2 separate regions of the Sus scrofa genome follow, and region 1 is linked to region 2. A link is a contact called in public HiChIP or PLAC-seq data. All regions are on one chromosome and are shown on one strand. The core of a region is the stretch at or near the end of the contact, and the rest is flanking DNA. Distances in the headings are between cores, read along the strand shown. Region 1 holds the start of MAGI3 (membrane-associated guanylate kinase, WW and PDZ domain-containing protein 3). Region 2 holds the start of HIPK1 (homeodomain-interacting protein kinase 1).

Evidence for each region. HiChIP or PLAC-seq counts read pairs in DNA pulled down with a chosen protein or histone mark.
Region 1: a contact with region 2 is called in an H3K27ac HiChIP or PLAC-seq map of alveolar macrophages. The contact joins the promoter of MAGI3 here to the promoter of HIPK1 in region 2. A contact is called at or near these places in 1 of 47 Hi-C or Micro-C datasets (heart right ventricle) and 1 of 2 datasets of contacts at active chromatin or transcription factors (alveolar macrophages).

The regions. Positions count from the first base shown.
Region 1 is chr4:107,116,690-107,122,997 of Sscrofa11.1, reverse strand. It overlaps MAGI3 (membrane-associated guanylate kinase, WW and PDZ domain-containing protein 3), which reads left to right and starts at 2,955. Exons shown (of 21, transcript XM_001925127.7): 1 at 2,955-3,825. The coding sequence starts at 3,510.
Region 2 is chr4:106,623,172-106,629,163 of Sscrofa11.1, reverse strand. It overlaps HIPK1 (homeodomain-interacting protein kinase 1), which reads left to right and starts at 2,050. Exons shown (of 16, transcript XM_021090012.1): 1 at 2,050-2,301.

The sequences.
Region 1 (6,308 bases), core at 1,706-4,205, 490 kb before region 2:
TCCAGAATAGTATCCTATCAGCATCAATTCACTGGGGCGGGCAGCTTATTTCTAGACTATTTAAAGATGGAACCTAGGCTTACTAAGATGGGTGAATTTAATATTTATGGAGTTATAAGGGTGACTAGCAATGCCTTGGGCTTTGTCACAAATACTACTATTTAGCACAAACTAAAATGATTTGAAGGTTTATGTGTCAGACTCTATGTTAAGTGCTTGCTTTACTCAAATAGCTCCATTCAGTTCTTACAACTCAGGTGGGCACTGTTATTGTACTGATTTTGTGGATGAAGAAAGCGAGGTTAGGCAAGAGAGTTTCCTCAGGATCTCAGAGCTGCTAGGTAGGAAACCTGAGATTTGCAGTCTGACTCCAGAGTTCCAGCTCCTGATCACTGCAGTTTTCTAAGAGTCAGTATAACTTAAGCTTGGTTGAAGCATGTGGCAGACACTGTTGGGTGCCCCCTTGGCAACTATTCCCCCCTTCTCCTCTGAAGCAGAACTCCTATTTTGCTTGGGAGGGACACATTAATAAATGGTGGCAATCCCATTTTCATTTGTCAGGGGGCCATGTGACCATTTTCTGGCCAAGAAGGGTGATTCTACATGGAGGGTGGGGAGAGGAACAGTCTGGGATTTTTCTTCATAAAAACAGTGGTAGCATTATGCCTTTCCCTCCCTTCCCATTGGACAATGACCTCTGAGGATGTGATGTTTGGAACTGTGGCAGCCACACTGCAATCAAGAGGTGATAAGCCTGGAGATAAAAAGGCAACATGCACATGGATGGTAGAGAGCAGCTACAAAAAGAGCCTGGGTCCTTAATGACATGATAGTGCTGCTTAACTAATGCTGACACTATTTATATCTGAACTTGTTAAAAATGTAACATGTAACCTCATTCTTTAAGTTACCCTTAGATATTCCATTCCTTGTGGCCAAATGTATTCTGATGGCTACAATCTGGGCAGGGAAAGATGTTTTCCCAGAGTTGCTGCCAAAATAAATGAGGTGGAGGTTATCAAGATTTCATCCAGGAATCTGTTGGTGTAGGTGGTAGTTCAGAAAATACTTCAGCCTTGTCTCAGCTCTGGGTAAATATGAGCAATCCATGTGATGCCTATGCTGGATCTTTTCCCTTTTTCTCTTCAGATGCACTGCTTCCTCTTCTCTGTGTGATTGACTGATAAGGACTGTTTCAAAAGGCTCTCTTGCCCTCTGGCTTCTCTTGGATTTGGCTCTTGGGATGCACCAGCAGGAGGATGGAGGAGGGAGGAGAGTGAGAGAGAAATCCCCCAGCTTTGTCCTTGGGTGATTACTTAGGCTGACTGCATCCCTTGACTGAAGGTCACAGGCTCCTATCATGTGGCCCTTTCTGTGCTGGGCTTTGGTAACTTCCCTTTGCTTTCACAGATCTAGAAGCTCATAGCCCCAGGGTTCCACACTTCCCTTGTGGTTTCCCACACCCTGTCCGTATTGGGTAAGTACCTTTTGTTTCCTGCCTAGGCCCTGACTGATACAATGGTGTTAAAAAAAAATCACTGCAGCTTTTGAAGCGTGGGCCAGTCTATCTGAGATGTGGTGAGATTCTGTGGAGCTATTCACAGTTTAAATAAGGGCTTTCCCCAACCATTAAAGAGAGATGAGACTACATAAATGTCATACTGCAAAAGTGAAAGTATCATAGCTCAGAGAAAACACTTTCCACCTGAGGACAAGATGTCAGAGAAGGCTACTTGGAAGAGATGGCATTTGGGCTGAGGATGGATAGGATTTTTACAAATACAAAGACAGGGGAGAGTTGTGAGTCAAGCTGGGGAGGAGAGAAAGCTCAAGAAGAATTCCTGAAAAATTAGTGCTGGAAGGGATCTAAGATGTCCTTTATTCACTGTTGTCCCTCCACCTTCTTTTCAGGCGAGTAAACTTGAAACTGTCATTTGGCCAAGGTCAAACAGCAAGTAAGAAGCATGCCAGGACTCCAACCCAGCTCTGCTAGCTACTAGGCTGGTTCCTAACCCATCTTCTGCCTCCACCCCACCCTACCTCACCTCAAGCAGTCTGCTTACTCGTCAGTCTCTCCTATTAGGCTATGACCTCCTTGAGGGCAGGATCTGTCTTCCTTATCCTTGAATCTCAGAAGATAGCACAATTTCTGACATAAAGTCCACTTCTTCCTCAGCTAGCAAGTGGTAAGGCGTACCCACCCTTTGCCAGGCGCTATACTGATATTTTACATGCACAACAACATGGAGGGTGCTATAGCTCAGAGAGGTTTAATTTGCCCGAGGTCACACAGCAATATGTAGGATTCTACCTTCCATCAACCGGGACTCCAGAGTCCTTGCCTCTACGGGTGTGTAGTAACTTATGCTGCATGGATGAACGAACGAGAAACATCGACTCATTCTAAGAGGGTGGCTGTAACCGGTCACCCCGAGGCCCTACCACCCCTGGCCTCAGACTCAGCACGTCGTCTCCCCAGCGAAGTACACCCGCTAGCCTCTGCGCCCCGGGCTGAATCCCAGACTCCGCCCCCGACTCCGCCCGGCTCTGCTGCCACGCCCACACCTCGGGGAGTTAGGTTCTTCCTATCCAAGGGTTCGCCCAGTTCCAGCGGCTGCACGGCTGCACGTCGGGCCTCTTTCGATCCTGCGGACAGCAGCTGGTCCCACTCCCCTGCCCCTCCCTTTGCCCTCTCTCACTCTTCAAACTTCTTTTTTCCACCCTCTTTAAACTTCAGTCATCCTAGTGCCCGCCTCCTCCACTCCCACCAGCCAATCGGTAGTTCTCTCTCGTCAGTGGTCCGCCCCCTGCCCACCGGGGACCAATCCCCGGTAAGGGAGTCGAGTGCTGGGGCTCGTTCCCAAGCGCCTGGTCAGTGACGGCAGCGCGCCGGGCGCCGCGCGGCGGGAGGGGGCGGGGCTCTGGATGAGGGATGGGCGAGGGCGGGGGGAAGGGAAGAGGGAGGAGGAGGTTGCGGCGGGTTTGAAAGCGGCAGTTTCCTGGCAGCTCGGGCAGGCGTTGGTCTCCGCGCTCCAGCTCCGCAGCGGCCACGATCGATCCTGCGACGGGTCTACGCGCGCTTCTGCGCGCCCCCGACGGATTTTTTCCTTTCCGGCTCTTCCCTCTTCACCTCCCCGCCCCCTGCTTCAGCCTTTCCCGCCGCTCCGGCGCGGAGCCCGGGGGCCAGCCGTCGGCTGTGACCCCGCCCGAAACCCCTCTGGAGCCGCCCGGGGACAATCCCCTTCTCCTTTCTTCAGCCTAACCCAGGGTGGTCCTCGCGGATTCCGGCCAGCCCCAGGGAGCGTCACCGGGAGGGCGTCCGAGGGGCGTCTCGGAGCTTGGAGCGGCCCGGCCCCCAGTGGGCTGTGGTCGGTGGGGGGGGTGCCGGAGCGGTGAGGCCCCCCTCGCCGGGTTGCGCGGGCCGCCCGGGGTCTCCAGGCTGAGAGGGGGCGGGAGCGGCACCCCTGCCGCCTGCGCGGGGTCCTCCCCATGGTGCAGCGGGGTTCGGGATGTCGAAGACACTGAAGAAGAAGAAGCACTGGCTCAGCAAGGTGCAGGAGTGCGCGGTGTCCTGGGCCGGGCCCCCGGGCGACTTGGGCTCCGAGATCCGGGGAGGCGCGGAGCGCGGCGAGTTCCCCTACCTGGGGCGGCTCCGCGAGGAGCCCGGTGGGGGCACCTGCTGCGTTGTCTCGGGCAAGGCGCCCAGCCCGGGGGATGTGCTGCTGGAGGTGAACGGGACGCCTGTCAGCGGGCTTACCAACCGGGATACCCTGGCTGTCATCCGCCACTTCCGAGAGCCCATCCGTCTCAAGACTGTGAAGCCAGGTACGCTGGCCCTGCCTTTATGTCTCGGGGGTGGGGGGAGCCCGGTGTGGGTGTCTGGGGAGTAGCCGCCCCACACCCGCTAGTCGTCCAGGGTAGTCTTAGACCTGGGTGTGCAGAACTCCCTGTCGAAGGGGAGGGGTGGCGGTGGGTGATTCCCATTTTGCTGGTAGGAAAACTGAGCTATGGCTCGCCCGGGCTGTCATGGGATGGCCACCAGGAGCTGGGTTTCCTTAATTTGTAGCTCCGTCTCCCACCGCAGTTTTTGCTTGGAGGAAAACCCAGCCTTTTTCTGCTCTCCTTTGTGGAAAAGGTCCTCACGATTGTAATATTTTCTTTGGAACAATCGTCCGCATTTTCAGATAGGGAAAAAGATCTTTACTATTGAGGCACTGGGTGCCAAGGTTACCACCTAGTGTACCTGAAAGGGCTTAGCTGCTTCAGTGTTTCTTGCACACTAGCAACACCTCGGAGCTGACAGCCTAACTCTTGTCAGCCCAGGTGGTTCAGGTGTCTGGGTGCCGATGGTGTACAGTATGCGATTTGTGCCAGAATGGTGTGTTCTTGCAGGAAGCTGTTAATAGTCTAGGTTTCCAAGGAAGACCTAGGTGCCTCTTGGAGTAAAATCTCTTGTAAATCTTTGGTTTTACAGAATTTTGTTGAAGTGGTGGGTTTCAAAGGCCCCCGTTGCCCTGGTGTCTTTTAAAATCTGCTGCAAAGCTCGTTACGTTTATGGCATACTTGCCAGTTTCAAAGCATTGATCAGACTGCGTACAGTGAAATCTGATAGGAGGTAATAGCTCCCTTGTATTTGTTGTCAACAGCATCGCTTCGTTTCAGCGTTGGTAGAATGGGGTTCAGTTGCATGAGATGTTTGTAGGGAAGAGAATTATGGCTACAGCGTTATTAGATATCAGACTACTTTTGCTGAATGTGCTCTACTGGATATACGGTGCATCAAAACATAATGGGCTGCTTAATTATGACTTGGGCTAGAACAATTAGTCCACACCTTCACTGCAAGATGCTAGAAAATTCTGGAGAGAAATCTAACATGTTATCTCCCTCACATTTTTTTTTTTCCTCCTTTCTCAGCTCACTTTGGAAATCTCTTTAATAGTCTAGGCTTGATGGGAACATGATGGGTTTTGATGCAATGTCCATCTGTGTGTATTGTGGACGTGTACACGCACACACTCATATGTCCCTGCAATCTTATATTAAGATTTTCTTCATATGGTCGATTCCATCCCATTCATTTTAAGCTTACGAGTTTAAGTGAGGTTGTCTTTTTGTTAACTTAAAAAACTTTGGTAGACTTTGAACATCATTTTCTGTATGTTTTTTTGAATTCAAAAATTCTTTTTTAAGTCAAACTTTTAGAGCCATATGTGAAGAGTAGAGGAAAGCTTCTGGGACTGTAATTTAGCCAGTCATGCACTCTCTGTAATATTCAAAATACTATAAACCAGCACTTACTGATCTAAGGGCAATTTAGTTCAAATCCCATGAGTCAGGGAATAATGAGAACATTTGCATCATTGCTTTGTGTCTTGTTTTGATGCATTGGAGGCATAATTAGAGGCATATATGAGAGTATGTATAACTTATTTTCAAAAACTTTAAAAATTGATAGACTAAGGAGAAAGCGATATATTCTCAGGTTACTGTGATTCTTTTAGAAGACTGGAGAAATGTGTCTTTCATTGATATTAGTCTGGTCTGTATGTTAGACATTTTCTCAATCTTTCTAGAAAACTTAAGAAAATAATTCAAGGTTTAGAGTTTATTCTGCGACGTTAATTAACTGTTAAAAAAAATCATATGTCCCAGAATGTAGATAACATTTTTATAGTAATAAAAATTTTCCCTCTTGCATACTGTCCTATTTTAAATGTTAGCCAAAATAAAGCGTACTGGGTATAGCACATTTTGTAATTATCAAGAATAAACGTTCTGAAAACTACACCTATTTTTTAAATATGCATTCTGCTTCAGCAATTTCTAAGGGATACTGCTGTATGTCATCTGAATTAATATTCTTGTTTCTAAGCAAGTTGTTAATCTCTTAAAAAAACAGTATTCTTTGTTTCTTAATAGCCTCATGTTAGGCATTGTATTAAATTGCTATCTTTTGTTTCTCATTTTTTAATACATTGCTTTCTTAAATGGCTTTATATAAACAACATTTGCCATAAAATAGCAAGATTTTTGCCAGTTAAGCACATGACTTTGAAAATTAGAAAGTAAGAACTCGAAGTGGTTATTTGTAAAACTGAGTGTGTTTTAAAACAGCATATGTATTATCTCCAGAGATGACAAAGATTCTGTACTGTTGGGATTAAATTTGAAAAAAGTATGAACACGCAGAGTAAGGGAATTTAAAAAGGAACTTGAGCTGAAAATTGGGGTTCCCCTTCCCTTTTATCTAAGTTTTGTGAGAGAAATGGATTTTTTCAATTTAATATGGTGTGGTTGAGTGTACT
Region 2 (5,992 bases), core at 801-3,300:
GCACCACGACAGGAACTCCAACAAACAAGTGGCTGCGCCTGCGGCATATGGAAGTTCCCAGGCTAGGGGTCGAGCCACAGCCACTGTAGAAGCAACGCCGAGTAGTTATGTTGTGAGCCACACAGGAAGTCCTCAAATCTTAAATATAGATGTCTTTGTGTATTTTTTCCCCTCACTAGACTGTAAACTCTCTGAGGGAAAGGGTCCCATCTTATGTATTTTGCATATGATCCAATGTCTGGGAGAATGCCTGGCATCAGGCAGGCACAGTTTGTCCGAAGGATGAATGAATATCACAGGGGGGAAAATACTAGATTTTTAAGAAAGTGTCTATGTAGTGATATATACTGAAGAAATGATCTAAGGATAATGAATAAATAAATAAATAAGATAATAAATAAGATAAAGTATAAATAAATAAGACACAAGAAATAAAGTAGTCAAATGAAGATACTGAAGTGAACAACGAGAATCAATCAGGAAAGGCTTTCTAACAGGTAGATTTTGCCATGGGTTTGAAAAGAGGAAACAGATATAACTTGGGAGAGAAGGATCTTAGAAGCCTGTCATGGAGTTGGCTGGAACCAAGACATGGTAAGCAATTAGTGTGTTTGAAGCCTGCTTTTCAATTGGAATCTATTCTACCCCAGAACCCAAGTTCTGCCTTTTTCCTGGTTCCCCAGGCAGGCATGCTCACCCGCACTCTGTGTCTTGATGTTTCCCAGGTTAGCCCAGTGTAGGACTTTGTGTTCTCTAAGTTTCTATGAAAATAAGCAAACAAAGCTTCCCTATGGGATTGAACACTTCTGTTAACCCTAGTTCTCTAGGGAAATACACTTCCCTGTTCCCAGTAAAACAGAACTGCTCCCAGTGTTGTTAAGCCAGGAGAGAATCCCAAAGGTAGTATAATCACTTTAGCACATCTTCACAAAAATTATCTCTGATTCAAAGAGGTCAAGGATGTATGAGTGAGACCGGAGAAATAGAACTTGATAGCAGAATCTTGTCTTAGCCATATCTACCCACTCCTTAAAGAGCATATGCAAATACATATCTGGTATTTATGTATTATTGCTGTACAGCTACTTTCTAGGGCTCAGATCCCTGTTGCCTCCAACACCTGAGGGATGAAAAAAAAAGTATATATATATATATACTACCTTCTCCCTACAAGTGTCCCACACTTTAGGAATCAGAGCATTTCACATAGTGAGAGGTACATCTGAAGTGTTCCAGAATATCTTGGCCCTGGGAGATGGCAACTGTCTTTCTATTAGGATAACCCAGTTTCCATGCAGTGTTTATGTTTTTTCAGAATGTTGTGTGCCCAACACATGCCGTTTCCTGAATACCCGGCTTTACTATCTCCTGGTAGAGAAGAGAAAATTATGGTAGTATTTGCTCACTACAGGTTTTGAGGGGTTAGGCTCAGTGCGAAGCTATTCTTTCTCATCCAATGCAAACCAAGGTTTCCAAGGTGGCAATGGAAGAGCACCTTAAGGGGCTGCTAATGTTCGTGGAGGCTTACTGATCCCCTACGCGGCTGTCACTCAGGACGTCTCTAGATAGCGAGGAACAGTAAAGCCTAAACGGAGGTAATTCCTCACCAGCAGGGGGGCTTCCCGGGCAGGCACTGCCTCCCTGCGCGCTGCCCAATTTCTGAGGGGTGTCACACAAGCCGGTGGTGATGTCACATTGGCGGGGATGACATTTTAAAGCTGGACCTCCCCACCGCCACCAAGCACTTTTTGATCACAGCGGAGTCGGCCGTGCGGAGGGGGCGGAGAATCCGACCCCCGCACGCGATCCACGCTGGCTCCCCACGGAGGCCCACCCACTCCCATTCCCATCAGTACGATGCGGTCGGCCTGACCCGCCCGCCCTCCGGCACTTCCGCCTCAGTAGGTGTCATGGCGCGGGGCGGGGGACTAGTTCCCGCGAGGCGGGGCCGGCCGGATGGGGGCGGCCGCTCGGCGCTCAGCTTATCTGGTCTGGCGACAACGGCGGCTGCGGAGCGAGGGGCCGGCGGTGGCCCCGGACGGCAGCGGGAGGCCGAGGCGGGAGTGCGCGGGGCTGAGGCGGCGGCGGCGGCGGCGAGGGGCCGGGCGGCGGCACGGGCGGGAGGCTGAGGGGGCTCCCCCCGCGGGACGGGCGCAGGGACGGCTCCGGGGGGCGGGGGCCGGGGCCCGGGCCGGCTCGCGCGGGGGTATGATGACCCGGCGGCGGGGCCCCGGATCTCGTCTCCTCCGCCGCCTCCTCACGGCAGCCCCAGCTCGCGGCTGAGAACCAGACACACCGGCGGTGAGTCGGGGCGGGCGGGCGGGCAGGCGGGCAGGCAGGGGCCCCGGCGGGAGCGACCTCCCGTCGGCTCCCCGAGGCGGGGCCGGGCCGGCCGCGGGTTCTCCCGGGCACCCGGCCTGCGGGGGGCGCCTCCCTTCGCGGCCCCCACCCGGGACCCGGCGCCGAGTCCTGCGGCCCGGCCGTTCGTGGCCGCGGAGGAGATGGCGTTCCCAGGAAAGTGGGGAGGCTCGGGTCTTGTTTTCGGGGCAACTCCCCCTATCTCCTGCCACTTCTCTCCAGGGCGTGTTGTTGTCCTCAGATGACAGGGGGCCGCCTGGCGTCTCCTCACCCGGCCGGTTTTTTTCCCCCGGCTGCTGTGGCCGGTTCCCAGTGTGGGGCTTCTGCGTGTGGATTTCACAGCTCTGCTTAGCGCCATGGTTTGGGATTATTTGTGCCGTTGCGGACCGGGAAGCGGTGTCTGGGAAGGACGGCGCTGCTGGGGTGGGTGTGGAAGCCTTTCTATCCTTTCGGCTTCAGTTTTTTAATCCTTAGGTTGGTAAATTGTAATGATGGTGGAGACTCGGTGGGACCGGCCCACCTGATGTATATCTGTGCAAGGCAGATCTAGAGGTTTGGCTCAGAGGGAAACTTTTGCTATCTGTCGCCAGTTTTCCAAAGCTTTCGTTAAAAAAAAAAAAAAAAAAAACGGGTTATGAGGAAACTACTAAAACTCTTGGGTAAGGCTCCTGCTGTTCACAGGTCTGTGGGAAAGAGGCCCTTTTTGTGCCTAGCAACCGAGACCTGGGGCTCTGTCTCTAAGAGCGCTGGTCTAACCTCCAGTGTGTTGTGGTGACAAACCGTGAGCTTTGGCCTGTGTTTATGCTGGGCGCGCTTTCTTTCCTGTTTAGGTGGGGGAAGGGAGGAGGGGCTAGAGAAGGGGAAAAAAACAACCCCAAGCTCGAAGGTGTCTTTCCTACCCTTAAACCACTGACTCAGTTGCAGATACTCATCTTGAGGGAGCCCTTGATAGACGCTTTTTCTTAGCGACACTTTGGGAATTTTCAGTAATTGCATCAAAATATTAATTTCGACTGCCCAGTCTGTCCTTTATCTTACTTGTTTCCTAGTAACTGATGAAAACAGCAGCATGGCTTCCTGCTCCTGATGAAGTGGGGTTAAATTAAGTGGCTGATGCCCTCAGCAAAACCTACAATTTTGCTCTTGTTTGTGTAAAGCTATTTTTGATTCTTGGTCTGTAGTTGTTTTTTTGTTTTTTGTTTTTTCCTTTTTCTTTTTAATTATAGAGAATGCAAATCATACCAGTTCTTTTTTATACGTAGGTCTAAAGCTTTCTGTAAAACACTTAAAAATATACCAACAAGTCATTTCATCTGATAGTAGTTAATTCAGCTGGTGATTTTGGATATACATGTGATCATCTCAGGGTTCTGCGTTATAAAACTGGTATGATGGATTGACTCTAAGACACTGTTGCTGATTTGAGGGATATTTTGGTAAAGTACTTGTGGTTGGAACTGGAGGCTGCCAAGCCAGTGAAGCATCTGAGGAGTAAAATGGTGAATGAGATATTGTAAATGTACTGACTAGTTAGTCAGTAGGACTTTTGCTGGTGGTATCTTCAGGAATTTTTTATCCATGAATAGTTTATCATCTCTTTGGACATTGTAGCTTTATGGATTGCAGAGCAAGTTGATTGGTTTAACGTGAGATCGAAAACCAAACCAGAACTCCTAAAAGAAAAAAGATAATCTCAAGATTCACAATTCTCTTGGAAAATAAAATTCTTTTATTCTGTGGTTTTGTTTTCATAAGCATAGCTTAGTCAGTGGTTGTGTTGGTGGAAATCAGTGAGCCAAATCTGCCTTATAAACTTCTTACACTCAGAACTTGTGCAACTTGTTGTTAGTTACGTATGGTAACTGGTTCTTTTGTAACTTGAAGTAGTTTTGCAAACATGAACTTCCTGATTGGTTCTTTTATTTCCATTTTCATGACTATATATAGTTTATATATGTCATGATTGATTGACTATATATTGATATTGCTTATAAAACAATCAATTTTTGAAAAAGTTAGTTAATTCCTCTCCAGTTTCTTGCCTTAATTTCATGCCATTCTGAACGTAAATCATCAAAATAATTTTTCTTTCAAGTACCACTTAATCACTGGTTTGCTTTTTGCTGCTGCTTCTTTTTTTTTTTTTTTTTTTTGTATTTATTTTTTGTTCCTAATCTTCCAGCACCCTAAATGCCTTACGCAGTTTTGTAAAAAGGGCATGATCAGGGATGTAAAATTTTTTTCACATCCTGTTTTTATATTTTTCTTTTTTTGTGTGTCATTATCACCTAAGCAACGTTCTAAGTTCTTTGAAGATAGAGTAACTTAAATGTGTTTGTTTTGGATTCTTTAAGAGTACCTGGTACAGTGCTTTCCCACCATGCTTAGTGAACAAGAATCAGAAAACCTGACTTTTTTTGGCCAGCATTGCTACTCATTAGCTCTGTGTAAAACTTGTTTGGCTTTTTTGGGTCTACTTTTTCTCTTCTTGGAATTAGGGGGCTTTTAGAGTCTTTAAAGATTCATTTTAGCTGTAAGAATCCCTGTTTTTTTTTTTTTTTTTTTTTTTTGCCAGTATCTTCTGCTTCTAATCAAATACGTTACTCTAAATGGTTTTTCTTTTTTTGACATATTCTGGCATATTGGCAAAAGTTATTGCATCTATAAGAGCTTCTTCTATCTCCCATCTGTCAAACTGTTGTTACTTTACTTAAGCCCTATTTTCCTTAGGCCTTTTCTGGCTGATCTAAACAGGGTCCTTTCTATTAACATTTCACATTGATTTGGGCTTTGTTAATTTGTCATTTTTTCCGGTGATTGAAACTCCTTGAGGTATAGTTTTCTTTATTCTAAACTTTGTAGACCTTGTAAATTGTTCTGTACACACAGTAAGATAGTACCTTTTTACCAAACACAAAAAGCACCTACCTTTTTTTTGTCTTTTTTGGGGGGGCTGTACCTGGGGGCATATGAAGGTTGTTCCAGGCTAGGGGTCAAATCAGAGCTGTAGCCACTGGCCTATACCAAAGGCACGGCAACTTGGGATTTGAGCCGCATCTGCGACCTACACCACAGCTCAGGGCAACGCTGGATCCTTAGTTCACTGAGCAAGGCCAGGGATCAGTTCTGTGTCCTCTTGGATGCTAGTCGGGTTCGTTAACTGCTGAGCCGTGATGGGAACTCTCTACTTTTCTTTTGTCTGTTGCTGTGGGTTTGTCATTCCAGGTAAATCTGAGAGCTTTTAAAATTTAGGAAAAAATATCCTGCCTAGGAGGAAAGCACCCCTCAGTGGTTTACCAGAACATAACAAAATTGGTTTAAATGGCTGGAAATTACATAGAATTGTAGAGTTACTCCTTTGTCAGCTAACATCACCTATATTCCACACGCTATTTTTGCATACTAGTTGGGGAACTGACTTGTTTCACATGGTTCCATATGAAGGAAGTGCTACAGGAAAGGGGGCGGGGAACATTGATTCACATGCTGTCCTTAGGGTTTCAAGATTACTTTTTCTTTCTGTATCACTATTCTTAGAAAAGTACTCTCTTGTAGACAGGGGACTATAATTTCTGTTCTATCATGTGAGTATTTCTCTAATTTAGACAGAATGACTTCTGAGGCTCCTTTCATT